Linked DNA regions of Gossypium hirsutum: region 1 is linked to region 2. Evidence: chromatin contacts called from public Hi-C data. All regions are on one chromosome and are shown on one strand. The core of a region is the stretch at or near the end of the contact, and the rest is flanking DNA. Distances in the headings are between cores, read along the strand shown. Region 1 holds the start of LOC107913893 (G-type lectin S-receptor-like serine/threonine-protein kinase RLK1). Region 2 holds the start of LOC107913868 (UDP-glycosyltransferase 92A1).

Region 1 (5,615 bases), core at 2,628-5,127, 190 kb after region 2:
CTTTGGTTCATCGATGGCCATAAGAAAAAGATTGGCTACTTTTTTATCATCATTATCGGATGAATCCACATCACTCCAAGTAGCAATATGAGCCCTGAGTTTTTGTTTGCTTGATCCCTTCTTCTTTCATTGAGGACAATCAAACTTAATGTGTCTCGATTTCTTGCACTCATAGCAAATTATCGAATCTTTCTCCTTGGAAGATTCAAGTTTGAGTCATTATTTCTTTTTGAACTTTTTACCACTATTGGACCTTATAAACCTCTTGAATCATCTAGAAAACATTGTCATATCTTTATCTTCATCCACCTCTTCACTGGAATCACTATCTTCTTTAATGGTGGATTTTAGAGCTACTCCAACCTTTTTTTTTATCTTCTTTATTCCCTTTCTTGAGTCTTATTTCATGAGTGAGCAAAGAACCGATTAGCTCATCTAATGAAAGAGTCTTTAAATTTTTGCTTCATTTCTGGCTGAAACTTTGGATTCCCAAGACATCGATAAGCTTCTAAGCATTTTCCACACTATTTCTTCGTCGGGATAGGTATTCCCATAGGATTTGAGCTCATTGATGATGATAGTGAATCTAAAAAACATAGTTTTGATGCCTTTCTTGAGCTTCTTCTTGAACATCTCATAATTGAGCGTAAGAATTCCCACCTTTGATTTCTTGACTTGGATTGTACCTTCATGAGTGACCTCCAATTTGTCCCAAATTTCCTTAGCATTAGAACATAAAGATACTCTACTATACTCATTCAGACCAAGGGCACAAAAGAAAGTATGCATAGCTTTGGCATTAAGTTGTATGCTTCTCCTATCTTCTTCATTCCATTTCTTCTTGCTTTTAGGAACTAAGATCTCTCCTTGTTGCTTGAGTGGTATGGATGGACCATCCATGATGATGTCCCATATGAAAATCATTGGCTTGTATGAACAACATCATCCTAGTCTTTCAATAGGAATAATTAACACTAATGAAGTAGAGAGGTTTAGAAATGGATTGAGACTCACTAAGAAAGATGGAGTCGGAAGTAAACGTCATCTTGTGTGGTTTGAATTGTCGAAAGTTCTCGAGGATCTTCTCTTGGTTGTTAGATTGTCTTTTAGAGGCTAACTCTAATACCAATTGTTAGCTCAAATGATCAAACCGAAATTTCCAAAAATGGAGTGAATTGGCTTTTTTTAAAAAAATTGTGAAAGCTAAAGAGAAAAGATAGAAAAGTGAACACAAGAATTTAGAGTGGTTCAGCTCCAATTGCCTACTCCACTGCCTTAGCTTTGCACAACTAAGGATTTTCCAAAATTCACTAATTTGATCAACCTTTGAGGATAATATTTAACCTTACAACTCCCTTAAGATTTCTATTCAAATCTTAATATACTAACCTTCTTACAGAGATGCAAAGTAGCAAACAAAGAAACAATCCTTACAAGATTTGAGTGTTTGCAAAATTAAGCTCAATTACAATGAAAAACACTTGAGAAAATGAATGAAAATAAAGCTTACAAGTGTATTAAAGAAAAGTATGGAAATATATGGCACATTGGTTGTTTTGATTGATCTTTAAGCTTGAGTATTCGTTTTAGTTGTTGTGGGACCTTTAGAACCTGGTATTTATACCCTCTAATTCATTTCCAACCGTTATAGTTGTTGAAAAATAAATAAAGTCATTGGGATGAAAAATACAAGATCATTAAATTCACCTGCAACAAAAAGTATCGATACTTTTTGTACGAGTATCGATACCAATAGCATTTAATGCATGATTCAATGAACATTAAAGTTATTTTTTTAATTTAAAGATATTTTTATTTGTTATATCAAAATAATATATCAAATAAAGCAGTTCAATAGATATGTCCTAAGAGTCACGACATTCTCCCTTCAGTATCGTGAAATTAAGCCTCTATCCACACAGTTGCAACAACACCCCTATTTGAAGTCGTGACCATCAGCCCACTACCTTTAGTGTCACAACTTGCTTTCGCTGTAGTCATGACACTAAACCCCACAATTATCGATGTTACAATGTTTCCCTTATTGAAGTCACGAAATTGAATTATTACCTTCATGGTTGTCAATCAACCTTTTTAAAGTCATGACATAAAGTTACTGCCTACAATGTCGCGACAACACCCTTCTGTCTTAATAGTTTTCACATTTTAGTTGCTCAATTGTTGTTGGGGTATCAAGAGAGCTTTCGTAAGCCTACTTATGACTTAGAATTGAATAATGATTTCTTTAGAAGTATTTAATTTCAACTATCTTGTATAAATTGTCTTATTTAATTTTGAAATAAAAGTGTAGTAGCTTCAAAATTGGAACGTGGTGTCTCATATCTCAAACTTGATGATCGGGTTTGGAGTGGGATGTTACATTTAGTAGTTTCAGATATTGAGTTTGGTCGGTTCTAGGACTAAACTAAGATTAATATCAAGTATGGAAGTATATGCCACAATAGTCTCTGATAGTAATGTATCATTGATTTAAATTTGCCAGAGAGGATGTTTATGCTCCTGATATTTTTGCTAGTACATTTTTTTGTTTGATTTACCTTTGCATGCATTAGTTGATATTATGCTCATGATATTAATGCATTAGTTGTACATGAATTAGTTGAACTCGGATTTCTTCTTCGTACAAGTTGGGATTTTGGCTCCTTATTTTCTTCGTCTTCATCTTCACCTTGACCGTCATGTTTATCTTCATCTCCTTCCTCCGTGGTTGAGTGGGGTGTCATCCTTGGTTGCCATTGTATGTCATCCGTTGTATGAACAGATGGTTGCAAAGATGAGCTACCTTGGTAAAACAATGATGCTGGGGGTGTTTGCGAAATTATCGGTGTATATGTATGATGCCGCATATATCGGTTGCAAATAATATGGTGGAATTGTCGGAGGTGATGGATACATCGGTGGCGGATGCATCGATGTTACCGTCGTCATTGACATGTAATATGCTATTTGTTGTAGTTTTTTTAAATTTAAATTAAAAAATAAAAAATAAAATATAAATATTAACAAAATGTTTTTCACTTTAATCAACCGTTGATCAACGTTGACCAACCATTGATCAACGTTGACCAACCATTGACTGGCATTGATTGACCGATGATCGACCACATGGGGCTACTAGAACACGCCACGTGTCCCTGCCTTTAATTTTTAAATATTATATATTATAGTGATTAAATATGTAAAAATCATATATAATATATATAAAGTTTTTAAAAAGCTCAAAAATGATTTTTTTACATTTTTAATCAATATAATATATAATATTAAACAAAAAAGACACGTGACATGTGCTGATAGCGCTACATAGCCGACCGATGCCGATCAATGGTTATTCAAAGCCAAAAGTTTTTTTTATATTTAAATATTTAGTATTATAATTTTATATTTTTAAATTAAATTTAATATTTTTATTTTAAATAAACTTAATTGTATGTGACATGACATTTTTTTTATTGACTAAAAAATGACACATAGTATTTTTTCATAAGTCAAACTTACTTATTGAAGGTTACAAAATAGACTAAAAATAAAATAATTTTATATTTTAAGTACTAAATTAAGAAAAAAAAAGTTAGAAATAGAGAGTGAATATTCCTTGAAGCACATTTTTTTTTTTTAAACATCTCCAAAGTACATGTCAACGCGTTTTTTTTTTTTTTTTGGAAATAAGCTACATCTTGGTCGCCACAGTTTCAAACATCTGCTACGTCATGAAGGTGAAAGGGTTTCCAGCTATTGGCCTAAGCTCTGCCGTATTATGAGGGAAAAGTTAATGTTGAATGACAATGATGGAAAATAGTAGGCTTTTGTAAATTGATTTTTGACCAACATCTTGATTGGTTTTCTCATACGTTCTTAGATGCTAGAAAGAAATTTCAAGGGTTGAATGATTCAACACGGAGAATTAGTAGTTATAAACTTTTCCAAGCTTGACTGCTTCTGTCATACAAGCTCAACACTTTTTTTATGGTACAATTAGAGACTATATGAGTGAATATCTTTTAAAAACTTATCACTTCTTTCCAAAGCTCGAACTTGAATAGATTATATGAGTGAATATCTTTCAATATCAGATCGGAGTTCCTTCCTAGAGCGGCTCAATCCTCTGTTTCATTACAAGTTAATCAATGGCTTCAGTTTTTCATCCCTTTTTTTCCGCTTACATATTGCTGCTCCTACCTCTTGTTGCTGCTCAAAGTAGTGCTAGTGACATCCGCCCTAGCACCTTCATCGAAGCGACTGATGATGCAAACCCATGGCTTTCTCCTTCCAATCATTTCGCCTTGGGATTTCACCAACTTGAAAATAAAGATCAATTCCTACTTGCTATATGGTATTATAAAATACCAAACCGTACCATTGTTTGGTATGCAAATGGAGATAAACCTGCTCCGAGAAGATCCAAGGTGGAGTTAACTGCTGATCGAGGACTAGTTCTCACCGATCCTAAGGGTCTACTGATATGGAGATCTGATTTTGCCACCGGTGAAGTTGCGTTTGCTACAATGAATGATACAGGCAATTTTGTAGTTTATAGTGATTCTGAATCACTGTGGGAGAGCTTCAACAACCCTACTAATACACTGTTACCCACTCAGGTAATCGACAGGGGTGGTTTGCTTTCGTCTCGGCATAAAGAGAACAACTTCTCAAAGGGTAGATTCCAGTTTCGTTTACTTCCAGATGGAAATGCTGTGCTCAATTCCATAAATTTGGAGTCCAACTTTGCTTACGTTGCATACTACATTAGCGGCACTTATGATCAACAAAATTCATCCAATTCTGGTTTTCAAGTGAGGCTTGATCAAGATGGATCCTTTTACGTACTGAGAGGAAACAATCAGACACATTCACTTAGCTTAGGAGATGAAGCTCCTTCTGCAGATTACTATTACAGAGCGACTCTAAATTTTGATGGCGTTTTGACCCTGTCTAGTTATCCCAAGAACTCCACGGGCAGCAGTCGAAACTGGAGTGTGGTTAAGACCATTCCAGATAATATTTGCACAACTAATTTTGCGGAATTGGGTAGTGGAACTTGTGGCTTCAATAGTATCTGCACACTTAAACCCGACAAAAGGCCAGAATGTAAATGCCCACCAGGTTATTCTTTATCCGATGCAAATGAAGAGTACGGCAACTGCCAAGCAGATTTCATGCAGGGTTGTGAAGCAGATGCACAAAATTCCTCACAAGATTTATACAAATTAGTGGAACTGCAAAATACAGATTGGCCGACTTCCGATTATGAGCGGATTAATCCTTGCAGTGTAAATGACTGTAAAGCTTACTGTTTGCAGGATTGTCTGTGTATTGTGGCTGTGTACAATGAGAATGGCTGTTGGAAGAAGTCACTGCCACTTCCATATGGGAGACAGGATACGCAAGTGACTTCCATCTCCTTTCTCAAAGTAACAAAAGATGAAATTGCCCATAAAACCCCTCCGACGATGCCAGACAAAAAGGGGAACCAGAATTCGCTGATAATTCTGATTTCAGTGCTCTTAGGTAGCTCTGTGTTTGTCAACTTCCTACTTGTTGGGATATTATGTATGGGATCATTTTTCTTGTACCAAAAAAAGATTTCAAGAAAT
Region 2 (5,328 bases), core at 2,116-4,615:
TTTTGGCAATCCATGATGCTAGTCGTGAACGTGTGTGGCTAAGCTTGCATTACACAACTTAAGGAATGATATATTAAGGGTGATAGAACAAAATATATATCAACAAAATTTTTCTTCACTCATGATCTACAAAATATTAGAGATATAAATGTTCAACAGATTCGTTCAAGTGAGAATTTGGTAGATCTTTTACTAAGGCGCTCCCTACTGCTACATTTTAGAAGTTAATTTTCAACATTGGATTGCATTGCTTTAAAGATCTTAAGTGATGCTTACATGAGGGGGAGTAAATTCGTTCTTTTAAGGTTGTGACATACTGTGTATCAAAGGATTATGTACTCTTTTTTCCTTCACTAGGTTTTTGTGGGTAGGAAAACAAAAAGAATTTCACTTTTGCACACAATAAGATTCAAACTCGAGACCCCTAGGTAAGTTAAAGCCTTACCACTGAACCACCAGGCTTATTCTTGTCAACAAACCCACGAAATTAAAAGATAAACCCTACGACTCAAGTCTGGCATAATTCAAAATTAATGGGAAAAATTCCAAAAACAAGGAAATCAAACTCAAGACCTAAAGTAGACATCTAAGGCACTTAACCACCGAAACAAATAAAATTATTTGACATAATTTAACAATTAAAATTTAATAAAATTGAGGCGCTATACAAATAATTTCATATCTCAAGTTAAATTTATATCAAGAAAAAGAAAAAATAAGAGTTTCACTCACAAATTAGATGGAATGAGTTATATTTCAATTCTCCTAACTTATTTTCTATTTATAAAGCATTGATAGGTACCTAGGTAATTCTTTAAAAAGATATCACTTTTTAAGTTGCACTTTTTGGTTTCAAGAAATCATTCATCCAAATTTTAAAAGTATTCGTTGGACCTAGTGACATAGCATTTCGATTTGGGAAGGCTCACCCGAATAGTTATAATGCTTCTGTAGAATAGAATCATGTTCAACTAATTTTTGAAAAATGCCATCACCATTCAAAAAGAAGGTAACTTTTTGATCCATTAATAGACCATTTCCCAAACTTGCATTTTCATTCCATCTGTACATTTTCGTTCCATCTTTTTTCTTTCTTTCTTGCATGATATATAATATATTATATAATTTTATACCAATCAAAATCATGCATCTAAAAAAATCATGCATAAAATGAAATTTTCTTGTGATAAAGATTTCTTTTAAATCAAAATATGACAAGATCTCAGGCCTTGATGCAACCACATTTGTTGATATCCATCCTCATAGTACCATGCTTATAGTGGCATGTTAAAGCGTGGTGAACAGACAAGCCTTCTTTAATTTCTCATAAATTACGAGAATAGAACCTTAAAATTGTTGGTATGTGGGGATAAAAATAAACTTATAAGAAATTAATGAATGTTTTAAGGCCACTTTCTTTAAGGTTCTATTTGCCCCCACCTATATTATGGTCTACAAAAGAGTTACTGGCAAATAAACCTTGAGGATACAATGAAGCCCAATAACTGTCTACGTTTTGCACTAACAGAAACAGTCCACTGAGTACTGAGCAGAGCATAGCAAGGATATCAATTTCTATAAAGAATTTCTGTAGTAATTCTTTATCAAACAATCTAGGGATATAAAAGATGGTGGGAGATCATAAAGACTTTTTTTCTATGTTTTTTTTTGTTATCATGAAAATGAAACTTCACTCCTATTTATAGGAGGTTTCATGTCTCTTCGTAGGGACATAACTACCCAAATGGATAGTCATATCTTTAGCAATAAACATAATTATCTACTTGATTAATTATGACTAGTTGTTAATAACTAAATGACATAACTTTTAGTTACTTATAACTTTTCATTTGCAACTACTGAAACACTATATATATATTGAAAATGTTTCAACATGGCTCCGCAACACAACAATGGAAGCTTTAATTGGAAAGGGTTGAAATCATTTGGTATAGGTGCTAGTCAGTTTGGGTGAGGCACCCTTCCGAGTGATTGCTTTCCCTCTTCTAGCGTTCACATCACTACTCCTTTTGCAACGACCACCATTTTACAAAAATGAGGGCCAATCGCGTCAAGTTTATGGTCGATGAAGGATGGGTGTTAGCTTGGTTGCGACAGTAAGAGGAAGAAGTAGGTGATGTATTTTTTTAAATTTCAAAAAATTTTTAAAATTTTTATTTGTTTTTAAGTTTTTTTTAAATATTTTTAAAATTATTGTTACTTTTTTTAAATATTAAAGATGATATTTCAACTGATAAAATTAATTATTGGCCCTTTGAATTAAGGTATCACTCATTCTTTTAAGACTTTTATATAAAAGATAGGTATCCAAAATATGCAAAATTTCCATTTAAAGTACCTAAGGTTTTATTCCATTATACATTTAAGTTTAAAGTTGATGGATAAAATAAAATCTGAGCCCAATAATATATTAATATGTGGCACAAAATAAAATAAATATTTTTATATTTGTATTTATTCTATTTCCCATTTTTTTTAGGAAATTTTTTTCTTCCTGCTCTTATTTCTCTCTCAAAACCCAACAATCTCATCCACAAAAATCAGATTGACCAAATGTTAGTTTAAATTTTGGGGCCACTAATGTTATTCATTCACCACAAAGTTGCAGACAATGGTGGAAAAAATAGAATATTCCCATGCATAGCTATCAACATAAAGAATTATTTTCTTTATTTTGCTAATTATTTCAAAATTAAAAGATCCCCAGTTATCCAATATGGACTTTAACATGGATGAGATTGTTTTTATCCTCTTATTATTATTTTAAAGTTTTTGCATTTAATATTAATTCTTGTGTTGGAGATCTTTCATGCGAGAGAAATGTTAACTCAAACTCAAATTCTCATTAAAATTTATTTTTGATATTAAAAATAATTCAATTCATTTTCTAATTTTAAAATTATAATTAAAAATCAAATATGCAATTAAACCACAACCTAGAAAAGTTAAGGGAGAAAAATATCAAATAATCAAAAAATAAATAAAACCTTTCATATTTTGTTCTCTGGGAAAATCTTTCAAAAAAATTAGCCTTAATAATAAATTTAATATTTATAATGAACACAAATTTAATAATTATATGTTTTTAATTTGTTTAATTATTTAGTATCAATTAAATATAAATGTATTTTTTTTTCTTTATTTCAAGTAGATGAATAAAAAAATGAATTTATTGTAATTTTCCTTAGTTCTTGAATAGGGATCTCAAGTTTAATAATTTGTTGGATTTTGGATGCTTCTATCAAGATTCTTCTGCTGCCCTGTTTCCTTCACGAAAGCGTCGACGTATTTTTTGAAAAGAAAAAAAGAAATCATCGACTTTACCAAACGCAGATTAAAGTAAATAATAAAATAATTAAGCACTAAGGCTAAAAGAATATGTTTTTGCGTCCTACTCTTAAGATATTTAAACTTCTTTGGCATCCTCAAAAATTTAAAAGATCAGAAAAGAAACTCTCCACCAACACAAACAAAAATGGCTGAAAAGAGGGAAAATGTGGTGATGTTCCCTTTCATGGCGCAAGGCCATATCATCCCTTTCTTGGCTTTAGCTCTTCTTATTGAAAAAACTAGGAACTATAAAATAACCTTTGTAAATACCCCTCTTAACATCAAGAAACTAAGATCATCCCTGCCTTCCGACTCTTGTGTTCAACTCCTTGAAATCCCTTTCAATAGCTCCGACCATGGTCTCCCTCCCAACACTGAGAACTGTGATGTTGTTCCTTACCACCTTGTTGTTCAGCTTCTCGAAGCTTCAGCTTCTCTGAGGCCTGTTTTTAAACAGCTTGTTGAAGATATCATACGACAAGAAGATGGTCAACGCCCACTTTGTATAATCGGGGACATCTTTTTTGGATGGATGGCGGGGGTTGCTGAGGAGCTTGGGGTGTTTCATGCAGTGTTTAGTGGGGCTGGTGGGTTCGGTTTGGCTTGCTATTACTCCATTTGGCTTAATCTTCCTCATAAGCAAGTAAAGAAGGATGGTGGTGATCATTTTTTGTTGCCAGATTTCCAAGAAGCTTCAAAAATAGAGTTGACCCAGTTGCCTTTAACTATGTCAGTGGCAGATGGGAGGGATTCTTGGTCGATTTTCCATCATAAATATTTACCGGAATGGACTAAATCTGGTGGGGTTTTGTTCAACACAGTGGAGGAGTTTGATGATATTGGATTGGTGTACTTTAAGCGAAAGCTAAGAAAGCCAGTCTGGGCAGTCGGGCCAATACTGTTGTCAAGCGAAAACAGAATACGTGCATCCATAGGAGGAGCTACACCTGAGTATTGCAAAGCATGGTTAGACTCAAAGCCTGAAAATTCAGTTTTATTTGTTTCTTTCGGATCAATGAACACTATCTCTCCATCACAGATGATGGAGTTAGCCAAAGCTTTGGAGTTAAGTGGGAGGCATTTTATTTGGGTTGTGAGGCCACCCATAGGCTTCGACATAAACTCAGAATTCAAAGCCAATGAATGGTTGCCTGAAGGGTTTGAAGAGAGAATGAGAGAGTCGGAAAAAGGGTTGCTAGTGAATAAATGGGCACCCCAGCAAGAGATATTATCCCATAAATCTACCTCTGTTTTTTTAAGCCACTGTGGATGGAATTCGGTGCTTGAATCTCTGAGTCATGGTGTACCATTACTTGGGTGGGCAATGGCTGCGGAGCAGTTTTTCAATGTGAAATTGCTGGTGGAACAAGTTGGGGTTTGCGTGGAAGTGGCGAGAGGGAAAACCTGTGAAGTAAAGCATGAAGAAGTGGCAGCCAAGATTAAGTTGTTGATGAGCGATAGCGAGAAAGGAAAGGAGATGAGAAGGAAAGCTTGTGAAGTGAGGGAGATGATCGAGAGTGCCAAGAAAGATGATGATGAGGGAGGTTTCAAGGGCTCTTCTGTGAAAGCCATGGATGAGTTCTTCCACGCAGCCGGGACGATGAGGTTTCAGACCCATACCCCAAACCAACTAAATGGTACGAGTCAACCTAGAGTTCAACGAGTAAAAAAGTAGGATCTTTTAGTTTTTAGATGACTTTTAGGTATTTGTCGGCTGAAAAATTAAATATGGATGGGCCCATAGTATTAGGTTACGTCCTATGAACGATTTAATCTTACTTTCTGTTCGTCACAAAAGTACTTTTACTCCAAATTATTTTGTTCCATTTCGGACCCACATGGAAATTTGTGCAGTTTGCCATCAAAAGTACTTCGTTAAAACGAATTTCCAATACAGACCTTGTAGAGTTCCTTGTAGGTTTGTATGGTGCATTTTCAATTTATGGCATGGTGGATATAGACTTTTCCAATACAAAC

The links. A called contact is a pair of places that touch in the nucleus more often than the background predicts.
Region 1: a contact with region 2 is called in a Hi-C map of leaf, with 2.8 times the contacts expected there. The contact joins the promoter of LOC107913893 here to the promoter of LOC107913868 in region 2. A contact is called at or near these places in 2 of 34 Hi-C or Micro-C datasets (both in leaf).

What each region holds. Positions count from the first base shown.
Region 1 is chrD08:13,619,339-13,624,953 of Gossypium_hirsutum_v2.1, forward strand. LOC107913893 (G-type lectin S-receptor-like serine/threonine-protein kinase RLK1) reads left to right here and starts at 3,878. Exons shown (of 1, transcript XM_016842563.2): 1 at 3,878-5,615. The coding sequence starts at 4,149. It overlaps LOC107907863, which reads right to left and starts at 900. Exons shown (of 1, transcript XM_016835178.1): 1 at 451-900. The coding sequence starts at 900. The coding sequence ends at 451.
Region 2 is chrD08:13,429,880-13,435,207 of Gossypium_hirsutum_v2.1, forward strand. It overlaps LOC107913868 (UDP-glycosyltransferase 92A1), which reads left to right and starts at 3,366. Exons shown (of 1, transcript XM_016842534.2): 1 at 3,366-5,245. The coding sequence starts at 3,497. The coding sequence ends at 5,026.